Linked DNA regions of Zea mays: all the other regions are linked to region 1. Evidence: chromatin contacts called from public Hi-C data. All regions are on one chromosome and are shown on one strand. The core of a region is the stretch at or near the end of the contact, and the rest is flanking DNA. Distances in the headings are between cores, read along the strand shown. Region 1 holds the start of LOC100381631. Region 2 holds the start of LOC100500945 (necrotic4). Region 3 holds the start of LOC100192977 (methionine aminopeptidase).

Region 1 (4,060 bases), core at 573-3,072:
TTCTTACCTCCGTTAAAAGAACCAAAAGGCTGATAGAAGCTAGGAGTCACTGAGTAATGAACTTCGTCAGGACTGTAATACTGGTGCATAGGATAAAATTGAGATATTCCAGTACCAGGACTTGAATATCTCATGTTTGGAGAAGCAGGTGGCTGGTAGCAAGGCCTTGACAAGGGGCAGAGCAAAGAGAAATATGTATGGCTATCTCCAATGGCTGACAAAGGGGAATAAGCTCCATACGTCACCTGTGAAATGTTTGCATATTGAGGAGATACATGAGTAACTAGTTTTGCAGTAAAATCACTTCAGTAAACATGTTCAAGAAAATTAAGAAACAGGTTTACAGGGTATGCAGCATCAAGTCCCTCTGCACTCACAGCATATGGGTATCCCTCCCATTGATCCAAATGGTTCGAGTATCCTGTAGATGAAGTCATGAAAGCAAAAGCTTAGATCAAGTCAAGCAGAAAAAACTATCATGGGGGCTAAATAATAGGTAATTCTTATAGACGTAAATGCATGAATTTGTCTTTTATTGGGGGGGGGGGGGGGGGGGGGGGGGCAGATTATAGTCAGACCATATTATGCAGCATTAGTGCATTCTATCTTGTGCAACAATGTACAGGTAGGTGTAAGCATCAACACAGAGAAACAAAAAAGAAGTCTAACCTCCAGAAAAGGGTGTGTGTGGCTGAGAAACATACACATTGGGCTGGTAGCCCAACTGTTGTTCTCCACCTTTACCCTTACCCATAAAGCTAGCTTCCTCTTGAACACCTTTTGGTGACATTAAGGAGCCTGCACCTTGGACGACAGTGGTAGATGTGCTTTCATCTTTTGTCAAAAGAAGCTGACAGACAAGAAACATATCAAACTTCATGTTTGGCAAAGACGAAGAAAACAAGGAACCAGCATTACTGTACTACTATAACCTCTTCGGCACCCACACTTGTGGAATGCTTGTTCTCAACTACAGTCTGTGGTTCCGATGGCACCATATGACCTGACGAAAAGGAACAGCCATGTGTAAGTTGAGTGAGCAGTATAAGGTGCATTGTGATGAGCGCAAAGTAAACCAATAATAGGATTAGGATGCCACTAACATGCCAAACCACGCACGAACTGGTTAAAGAAGTTCTCATGATACTGAATAAATAAACAAATACGGGTTCCGATTTCATGTGCATAGGACATCGGCGACGAGCTCCCGTTATACGCCGTGCAGTAAAACAATGCCGGTTCTTCAGGGAAGACAGAAGAGCACTTGAACACAGGGACACACACACCATGAAGCGACGACACCTATGTATGGCCGAAGTTTCACAAGTCCTAGACATTTGCTCAAACACAAATGATCAAATGCCCTGGCGGCGAAGCATCTGGAGTAGTACACAGGAACTCCCGTCCCGTCCCGTCCCTTGAAAGCTGATGGCAGGCGAACTTCACGTCGGGCATGGGGGTTCGAGTTCGACGACTGAACTCGAACCCCTCCGGAATTTCGGACAAATAAGCTACCGCTTAGCACTCCGCCAAACGAACAATCCGGCACGAACTGAGCGGAACCAAGCGTCCATCGGACAGAGTAGCGTTTGGAGTTGAGAGATCACGGCGGGCAAACAGAAGAGACCTCTCCTTACCAGCGAAAGGAGAGCCCAGTCCAGTCCTCCAGGTCCAGACGGATACCGTCTCCAGCAGAAGCGGAAGCGGAAGGAAGAGGACGCCTGCGAGAGCAGTGAGTGAGAGCTGGAGCTCTGCGGCGGCGGGAGGCGTGGTCGGCGAGCGGCGGGGCGGTGCTGCGGTGGCGAGAGCCCAGCCGATGCAGGAGTTGGGGACGGGAGCGGAACGAGGCGAGGGAGAGTGGGAGACCGGAGACGGGGGTTTTGCGAGTGGTCTCTGAACGAGTACTGAACTCGTGGGTGGCCCGTGGCCGAGTAGAAAAAAAGGTGGCTGCAGACAGTTTTGCGTGATTCTTCATGTTTATTAAACGTAGGATCGGACGGGCTGGAGAGATGGCATCCTGGATGTCATTTTATTAGCCACCCAAATTAGGTCCAATCTAGTACGTATGCTGGTGGGTTAAATCCCGGTCGAAACCAACGATTGAAACGCTGGATTTTTTTTCTTCTTCTTCTAGCGCGGCTAAATCCTTGGTAATTGAACTGGACGTGTTCTGTTGAATTCATTCGTACGTTCTTAGTAATTGAACCATACGTGGAGAAGTTGTGCGAATCTCATCTCATCTCATGCACGAGTCCCATGTGAAAAAGCCCTCAGGCAAAAGATGTGCGCGACTGCTCGGCAACGGTCACTCATTCGTGGCCTTGCTCGGTCCTTTTGTCACTTTCACCTTTCTCCAAACCATCTCGGGTTCTCGACAAGGCGACGTACGTACGTACGTGCTGACGCGGACCCTCATTCTTGGGAAGAAAGTTTGGGTTGGGAGCTCAAAAGCGAGCAGGCTTCGCATCGCATGTGCTCGCTGAGCCAGAGCGCAGGGAACGCGCGCGTATACGCGGTTTCCTCGCGACGTAGAGAACAAATCGAGCGCTGGGGTGCTGCCTGCACTTGGTTGATTAGAGATTAAGGCAGCCAAGGTGGAAACCTTTGCTTAGCTGTGACTCGTCGTCGTCCTTGGGACCTTGACTATAGATATGGAGAGAGGAGAGACCTCTGCCCGCGTTGTGGCCAGTGGTGAGAGCAACTTCACTAGTTACGTGCTCTAAAAGACTTTCTAAATCAATAATTTAGATAACTCTTTTTCTCTAATATAAAAATTTCTCTCCAACATTTCTCTAAATAAAGTTATTAAATTTAGTAATTTCTCATCTAACCTCCTCATTATTTTCTCTACATCTGAGGCGGGCCACGACGGAGACGAGGCGGCGGAGTGACACATTGAGCCAGTGCGGGAGCCGGGAGCACTCGCGTCGTCGCGCGGCGTAGGCCCGATACACGATCGTGCGGCCGCGGCGCGTGTACGGTTCCGGGCTTCTGGCAGCTTCTGGCCACCAAAAGCTGCTGCGGACTGCCAAACGCTCAGCATTTCAGCCAGCTTCTATAAAATTCGTTGGGGCAAAAACCATCCAAAATCAACATAAACACATAATCGGTTGAGTCGCTGTAATAGTAGGAATCCGTCACTTTCTAGATCCTGAGCCCTATGAATAACTTTATCTTTCTCCACACGTAATCGTAATGATACTCAGATTCTTCCCACAGACAGATTTTCAAAATAACGGTTCAGAAAAAAAACTGAACCAAACAGGCCCGATGACAGACCGCGGTGCGGAGAGTGGGATACCGGCCGCGATCGCTGCTCTGTGGTCTGTGCAGAATGCCACTAGGCCACCGGTGCCGTTTCAGCTGCGACCGCACCGCACCCAATTTCAGACACAAAAAGCTTTGACAAGGTGAAGCTGCAACGTCAACTAGATACAGGTTAGCGTTGGGCAGAATACTGACGCCTGCTCAGCTTGCCATCTGAAAACATCATGAAATTCTGCTCATGCAATGGCAGAAATTCCACAAGGGGCTTGCGACTGTGTGATACTGTATAATCAAACTACAAAAACTGCACTGCAGCTAATATAGCAAGCGCAACTCTGCGGCAGCACAGCATATGACAGCAACCGCAGTGAAAGGAGTTTGCACGGGGTGGAGCTTCTGTGTGTTTGGTTTCTTAGATGTACGCGTCCAGGTCCGTGGCATCCATTGACCGAGAAAGTGCACCCGTTTGGTTGACTGTGTGATGGAGCTCTAAACTGCACACGCGGATAAAAAAAAGCCATTTTAGAAGACATGGGTTGCATCCGCGGAGATTAGACCAGGTCCCGTATCCCACCATGCAGGCTTGGACGAGGCTGTACGTTTGCATCGGGGGAACCAAACACATGGCTTGTGGTCTGCATCATCGGCATCCATGCTGGTTGGAGGATGAGCACAAACTCTTACCTGGTATTTGGTTTAAGGAATAAGTTAGTCCAACATCTTCTCGCTACTTACTTTTTTTGTTTGGTTTGTGGAATAGAATTATTTGATCCATCAGTCTCTCATTCATTAT
Region 2 (4,060 bases), core at 966-3,465, 510 kb before region 1:
CGTAAGAAACAATAAACAATAAAAGGTGTGTGTAACTGCATGGAACTGTGTTTTGCATGTACTAGTACTGAGGTGAAACACCCTTACACCCACGTAGACTGGAAGACACCTTTTTTTAGAGTAGAGCAACTGTAAACGATACCAAGAACCTAATTGACCCTTTAACTGCATTTAACACAACACCTAACACCGAAGACCCTTGACTAGTTCACATCTAGAGTGTAGAAATGGAGCAAAACAACAGTACCAACTCCATAGGCTAGCCTAGCGTAATACTGTCTAGGAAACATTTAAGCATTGTCCAAAACATCGAAGTAGAACACCAAAGAGTCTTGGGTGCACGGTTTTGCAACATGTAGGGAGTGCTACATACAGAATGGAAATGCTTCACGTCCTCTTCAATGATGTATGAAGGAGTCAAGTCAGTACCACCGCCGAACCACCATTGTCTTGGTGCACCAGGTGCATCTGCAGTTGGATGTCATAACAGATAAGTATTGAAAATACCATCTCCCAACAAGATATTTACAATATGCAAAATGATTGTAGTGCACATGATCATGTTCATAACTTGGGTACCTTGTTAATGTAAATAATATGAGCCCAGTTCTCTTACCAATATCTAGAGGAGTTTGTCTATTTTAAGCCAATACTCACTAAATGCAAAGTATAAAACATCTAGTTCATACATGGGTCTTTGTACATGACGGTGGCAGACACATTGAAGCACAAAATCCAGTCAGTGTGCAGGATATTAATTGCATCATAATACTTCAGGATTTACTACGATAGAAGGATACCTTTTGGTGCATCCGTCTCAAAGTAACGGTAGTTAAAATGCAATGTTGGAGCAAATGGGTTCTTGGGGTGAAGCACCTGGAGAAAAAAAAGTAAAACTATCTTTAGTCCATGTATCATAGGTTAACACTAGAAGACTAATGTATTGCCTAAATTGACTAAAAATTTCATAAACATGAATAGTAGAAGAGCAGCATTATCATTATAACAAACCAAAAGGCATGGTACACATAGGGGTGGTAATGGATCGCGATCCAAATGCTTATTCACAAAATGGTAGGGCCCTAAATAAATTTTAGTTCAAAAATGAATAGAAATAGGGTCCGATCCTAATACGATCCGATCCTTAAATCTTATAATGCAAAATTTAGAGCACATTGTCACCCCTAGGTACACATCAAGTATAGTAGAACAAACGAGCTACAATAGCAGGGTATCTAAAGAAAACTATGCATTTCAAGTCATAGCAGTGAAAAGATGAACCATATAGCTACAATAGGGTCATTATCTGATTATAGTATGCAATGAGCAATATCTAGAAACAAAAAATGGGAATATGTACACTATGACTGCGCTCAGGAAGCCAAAACAGACAAAAAAAAATGCTAAGGTGCCAACAGGTCTACAGGTACAGGTTCGTCAATCGTCTAGTCAATGCAGCAGGAAAGACATTTACCGAACTAATCCCCGCGGCGAAGAATGGCACGGGGCCAGGCTTGTGGCCATCCGCGGCGGCGGCCCCGTTCTTGGCGGCCTCCCCCTTGGCGGCGCGGTAGGCGTCGGGCGGCATGACCCCGTAGACGACGGAGACGTTGACCCCGGCCTTCTCGAAGACGCGGCCGTCCTGCAGGACGCGGCTGATGCCACCGCCCCCGCCAGGGCGCGACCAGACGTCCTCGACGAAGCGCGCGCCGCCGCCGTCGGCCTCCTCGAGCGCGGCGCAGACCTCCCCCTGCACCCGCCGGATCATGGCCTCGAACCGCGCCCGCACGGACCCGGACCCGTGCCCGTCCTCGCGGAGGAACGTCGGGGGCGGCTCGCTCTCCGGCGTCTCCTTCTCGATCGCCACCGACGCGCGCACGCGGAGCGCGCGGCTGCTGCGGCGGGGGGCGAGGCCGAGGCCGCCGCGCGGGAGGTGCGCCTGCACCGGCACACGCCCGCGGAGGCCCGCGGGGGCCGGCGCCGGCGACGGAGCTAGGGTTCGGGACGGGGCGGAGAGGAGGTTGGACGCCATTGGGTTTGGGTGGGTGGGTGGTTTGGTTCGGCGAGTGGTCGATTAGTGGTTTATGTAGGCGGCTGTGGCCGCCGGTGGGCGGCGCGGGCGGGATGCGGCCCGCGGTTTTGCAGCTGGTGAGGGAGGGTCAAAAGGGGAGGGAGGGGGAGGGGGGAGCGAGAGCGAGCTCCCGGGTTATGCTATGCTGCTCCTCCTCTGCTCCAAGGGGATAAGGAAACGGATCATGTTTGTTCGGGTTCGGCGCTCTCGCGATTTTCAGATTCTGCGAAAGGGATGCCTGCTGTGACGGTTTAGGATGGCTTTTAAAGTTTAACAACAACGAGACGCTAACACTTCAAAGTTCAAACAACAACAAGGTGACGGTAAAAAATGCCTCTGAGGTTGGATTTACAATCCTGTTTCCATTCATGTTCCGCATGTTTGGTTGGCTTCTTCCGATAGCCCGGCTGTATGAGTCAGGTCGGCGCGAGCCTGGCTCCAAAAATGCGGCCAATTTGCCCGCGTCTGTAGAGCCTGGCTCATGGTGCTTTAACTTTAAGTATCATACGAGTCTGACTCCATATCTGCACGCAGGTAACCAAACACACACCTTACACGCGTAGAGTCTGGTTGACAACAATCAAACAATAGCTCATTGCATCTCGCGATGTAAGCACCAGCAAATATAGGCAACCAAACACATGAGTTCTGAACCTGTTATGTTCACTCAGTCGTTGTAATTAAGGTAGGTTTATATGGTCAAGTGATAATAGATCTCCGACTCGGACCCCTCCTGGCCTCCATAATGACAAGGAATATAAGAAGCTGTATATACAGGTTCTTGTGTTCACTAGACCAGGTCACTTGTTTCTGAAAAACAAAGCGAAACATTGGTCGCGATAATTGAAAGAAGAAAAAAAAGGGTCGATTACTAATATAATGTCGAAGTCAAACCGTGGAAGATACAAGTCTATGGGTTCCAGATCAGGCTTTATTTTTCAGGCACCGATTGTATACTCTATCCAAGAACCTGTCACAGATTGTACACTCTATCCAATAACCTGTCAAACCGCTATTCAGCCACCCGTAGGGATTAGGAAAGGGTACGTAGAAATTGAGAACGCTGCCAACATCTCATAGTCTCCAAGTGCAAAGGCAAAGGAAATGGATACATAGTAATGTTAGAATCACAAGATCTCTAGGAGTAGACTAGTGGGGTAATCTGTTTTTTATCGAGTAATTTCGCGTTCCTAATTTCTTGGAAAAAACAACATTAGATTGTTACGGTCCGTGGGAAGCGCAGGCGTGTTGGAGGATGCAGATCCGTCCGCCATCAGGTTCGTGATGAAGGTCGGTGCAGCGAGGTTGTGACGGTGTCTTCGCGTCACTGGTTGCGCACCCTCTCTCAGATCGATGTTAGGGTTTGTCGGTGAGGAGTACGGCTCTAGCGAACTACGTCATCTGAGCCGCCGGACCCCACCCTTTTTATTTACAGTGTAGTATGAGAGTGTGTGACAGAGACCCACCAACCATATAGAGTTGGGCGTCCCCTACCAAGGCGCAATCAAAGGCCCAAAATGTTCGTTGAGCCATCTTGGTGAAGATCAATCCAACAAGTAAGACACAACGATAGTCTCTCGCTACATCGGCATGATTTTTATCTTGACTCTACATCCGTGCACCACAAACCAAGATACATGTTGCACAAATATACTTAGGCCTTAGTTAATCCGTACGACTTGGCACAAGATGGTACACTTGTTGACAATTACTCGTCGCAATCATATACCACAAGGACACATATAAACCTTTTCACATTTTTCCTTGGTAAGTGCATCACCACCGCACAAGCCCAAAGAACAACAAAAAAGAATGAATAACTCACTCAAATAACAAAAGCCTAGACAAAATCAAAAAACAAGTCATCGATGATGAGCAAAGCTTGGTTTCTAAAGATATGAACAACGACTCAATGTAGGGACTGTTTGGTTCAATTTTTTCTGACAAGTTTTTCCAGATAATACAGTTATGAAAAAATCTGGCTATGAA
Region 3 (4,060 bases), core at 986-3,485, 400 kb before region 1:
ATCAAGGCAAGAGACACCAACTGTGTGGTGGTCCTTGTAGGGACTAAGTGTCCCGTTTGATTGAGAAGAGAAGCTCATTCGGTCTAGGTGACCGTTTGAGAGAGGGAAAGGTTGAAAGAGACCCAATCTTTGTGACCACCTCAACGGGGAGTAGGTTTGCAAGAACCAAACCTCGGTAAAACAAATCACCGTGTCACATTTTTCATTTGCTTGTGATTTGTTTTCGCCCTCTCTTTCGGACTCGATTTTATTTGTAACGCTAACCCCGGCTTGTAGTGTGTGCTTAAGTTTATAATTTTCAGATTCCGCCTATTCACCCCCCTCTAGGCGACTTTCAAGTGCCTATCAAAAGAATTGAGGGCTCTAGTATGAGAGTTTCTGTATGAGAAAAGCCCTAAAATGAAAAGTAGATGTGTGATTTGATTTTTTAGATAATGAAGACAAAATGTTCAGCCTTTTGCGGTGTCCTGCATACGACCTTACAGGTCGAAAAAATAACAAAACACCATCATAAAGCAAAATAACGTGTCTAAAAAGAACACATCAACAAATCAAGTGCCCTGTAATCTAGCATTGGCCCCCATTCGTTTCTTGCAAAAATCTCTATGGCCACCACCTCTATGGATCGACATACCACTAGGACCTCTTGGTGATCTTCTTTTTGCAACAACCTCTATAATTTGAACCAATATGTTCTTCTGAAAAAGGACTTATACGATTGATGGTATAGATTTAAAAGCAAAGGCACATCATTGCTACAAATCCAAATAGATCAAAATATCACCGCCACTCCAACTAGGAGTTATTTCTTATATGCGGTTTCCTTGTTAGCGACCTAATTTCTGGTTAAATGATTGATATTGTTGGTATGTCAAACAAAGTAAATAATTTTCTAAATATTTCTAGCAAAGTAACAATCAAAGAAAAAGATAATGGATAGTCTTATTTTGATTAAAAATTGCAATTCAAACTACGTTTGTACATGCACTTTGCTAGGTTGTCTTAAATGAGAACAACACCTTTCAATAAATATCACAGAAAAAATTAATTTTAAGGACTAGTTTGGGAACGCTATTTCCCTAGGGATTTTCATTTCTCCAGAAAAATTAGTTTATTTTTTATAGAAAAATAGAAATATATTGGCAAAATAGAGTTCCTAAATTAATCCTAAGATGGAGTTTTCCAAAGCTAGATTGTGATTTGATGGCTCCCCGAGTAGAGATGTCAATGGGGACCCGATACCCGCGAACCCATGGGGAATTCCCCTATTAGGGTACGGGTATGAGACAAAAATTGTCCCCATGGGTATAGATATGGGACAAAATCTCCACCCATTGGGTAAACGGGTATGGGTTTGGGAAGCAATAATCCGAACCCGATTACCCATGGGTATTTCATACGTGTACACCTGTCCTGTTTGTATGAACGAGTTGAGGCCGAGTCGGCCATCAAACCCGACAGACTCCATTTCTTATATTGGTCCCAAAGTACTTATTTCTTTTCTGATGGATGGAAGAATGGATCATGGTTCATGGATGAGTGCTTGCCGATGTGGTGATGTATGAAATCTGGATAGTTTGTGCTAGATGTTAGTACCTAGTTATCCTTTAATTGGGGATGGGGACCCATTGGGGACCCGAAACCCGAATGGGGATGGGTATGGGATGAGTTTTGTACCCATGATGGGTATGGGTATGGGTATGGGGATAGATCAAACATGATGGGGATGGGTCTGGGATGCTATAACCCGATGGGGAATTACCCATTGACATCTCTATCCCCGAGGGAGTTGCTTTAGGGTCTGTTTGGTTGAGCTGTGGCTGTGAAAAAAGTTGCTGTGGGCTGTGAGCTGTAGAAAAAGCTGCTGTAGGCTGTAAGCTGTTAAAAAGCTAAAAACCGTTTGGTGGAAACCACTAAAAGTCGTTAAAAATTCTTCGATATATGTTTTCACAGTTCCATCCGAAAAGCCAGTAAAAGCAGGTCTAGGGGTGCTTTCAGATTTGCACTACGAGAAAGTCGGCTTTTAGAAAAAGCTGCTTCCTGGATCCAGTCCTTTGGTTGGCTTTTGGCTTTTAGGGGGGCAAAAGCCAAAGCCAAAAGTCAAACCAAACACACCCTTAGTCCTTACCTACAGCGGTTGGAACCGGCCCGGCCCACTGACTTCTAGGAACAAAAAGAAGAGGTGAAAATCCATTTCCTATTTTCCTCACGTATTATCCTCTTGCTTGTTCGTCCGGTTCTTCGCCCTCGCCGCGCGGGACTACCAATCCAAACTGGCGACGACCCTGCTGCCACCCCACAGCAGATTTGAGGAGCGGACGCCCGTTTAAATGGCTATTGGAGTCCCATCCATGGAGCTCCACCGCTCCTCACCGTTGCTCTCGGGTGGCCGAGGTATTTACTCGGCCCTGTCCGTGTGATTGTTGATGTGAAGCTTGAAGTTCGTGGATGTAGAATGATTCTACGGGCATGTATTATTCTTTCACCTGTTACTGATTTGATCGCTATATGTTGTACTCTTCAATTTTTTTCAAGGAGGAAATACATGCCTACAGAAGAAGCCCTTCTTTGTCCAAGCAAAGAGACTAGTGGGGATGGAGAAAGCAAGTACGAGGTATAAAATCCACCAGTTGCTTTCCCTTCTATAATTCGAAATTAGTTGTCTAATAACGTACAGTAGGACAATCATTGCTAGTGCCACTTTGCCCTGCAACTGCATCCTTGCCTGTGTGCCGTTCTGACGCTTGCTGAAACTCAAACTCAAAGGCCAGGAACACAAGAGTCTGGACAGACAAAGAAAAGAGCACCCCTGGTTCGTGGAACTGTTAGCCCACCTCTTCCAGTACCAGGAAACATACCTCGGCCTCCTTATGTCGGCACAGAATATGTACCAGAGATAGCAAAAGAGATACAAATGCATGACAAAGAGGGCATTGTCCACATGAGAGCTGCTTGCGAGCTCGCGGCTCGTGTTCTTGACTATGCAGGAACGTTAGTGAAAGTAAGCATGCCCTTCAGCATCTCCACTATGTTTTATCTATCTTGTAGCTAATAAAAGTACCAGTTATCGTTAACATTATGTTTTTGCAGCACACTTTATAGCGCTCGGTTCTTTTCTTTTTCTTTCTAAAATTGGTGTGTTTGTTTTGTTCATAAGAGCCTTCTCCTTTTTCATCCATGTGGACTTCGTCATAATTATATCTTGAGTGAGAAATCTATTGCATCTTTCTATCAGCCCTCTGTAACAACAGACGAAATTGATAAAGCAGTGCACAAGATGATCATCGATGCTGGAGCCTATCCATCACCACTTGGATATGGTGGGTTTCCAAAAAGTGTATGCACCTCAGTGAATGAGTGCATGTGCCATGGAATTCCTGATTCACGCGAGCTACAGGTTCAGAAACCCTTACATTGACATGTTTTGTGCTAGTTCAGGGCCTTTACTGCACACTTCCACAGCCACCGCGACTAAACTTTTCTTGTTTGTGTTTTACAGGATGGAGACATAATTAACATTGATGTCACTGTCTACTTGAATGTACGTGTTTATCTTATTGGTCATATATAGTTAATGTCACTTCATGCTATTTATTTGTTTGCCTCAATGCCTCGTGGACTTGAATTTGGCTATGTCACCTAAAGTGTCATCACCATTTTAGGGTTATCATGGGGATACCTCAAAAACATTTCTTTGTGGAGAAGTCGATGAAGCCAGTAAACGACTTGTGAAGGTATCTACCCTTTTCTGTGGAGCAGATCTGTCTACCCTTTTCTGTGGAGCAGATGCAAACCTTGCTCTTGCAGCCTACTACTTCTGCCCCCCATGTTTTAGTTGTGTCCTAAAGGCCAGACTCAGTGCCGGACTGCCGGTGTGGGGTCCGTTGAAGGGATAAACTGAGGCAAGCCTTGCCCACAAATATGGACAGGCTGCTTCGAACTCGTGATCTAGTGAGTTAGTGAGACAACTCTCACTATTACACCAGACCCGTGAACTTAGTTGTGTTTTAAGTCAAACAAAATTTTTGTTTGGCCAAGTTTATACAAAAGAATACTAATG

The links. A called contact is a pair of places that touch in the nucleus more often than the background predicts.
Region 2: a Hi-C map of tassel shows a contact between it and region 1, with 2.3 times the contacts expected there. The contact joins the promoter of LOC100500945 here to the promoter of LOC100381631 in region 1. A contact is called at or near these places in 4 of 25 Hi-C or Micro-C datasets (bundle sheath, ear, leaf and 1 more).
Region 3: a Hi-C map of ear shows a contact between it and region 1, with 2.0 times the contacts expected there. The contact joins the promoter of LOC100192977 here to the promoter of LOC100381631 in region 1. A contact is called at or near these places in 3 of 25 Hi-C or Micro-C datasets (ear, endosperm and leaf).

The regions. Positions count from the first base shown.
Region 1 is chr2:11,569,865-11,573,924 of Zm-B73-REFERENCE-NAM-5.0, forward strand. LOC100381631 reads right to left here and starts at 1,823. Exons shown (of 9, transcript NM_001174448.1): 1 at 1,638-1,823; 2 at 933-1,003; 3 at 670-850; 4 at 345-421; 5 at 8-245. The coding sequence starts at 998.
Region 2 is chr2:11,059,223-11,063,282 of Zm-B73-REFERENCE-NAM-5.0, forward strand. LOC100500945 (necrotic4) reads right to left here and starts at 2,216. Exons shown (of 8, transcript NM_001195848.1): 1 at 1,475-2,216; 2 at 801-876; 3 at 374-468. The coding sequence starts at 2,032.
Region 3 is chr2:11,170,777-11,174,836 of Zm-B73-REFERENCE-NAM-5.0, forward strand. It overlaps LOC100192977 (methionine aminopeptidase), which reads left to right and starts at 2,236. Exons shown (of 10, transcript NM_001138151.1): 1 at 2,236-2,394; 2 at 2,536-2,614; 3 at 2,767-3,001; 4 at 3,236-3,397; 5 at 3,500-3,541; 6 at 3,663-3,734. The coding sequence starts at 2,331.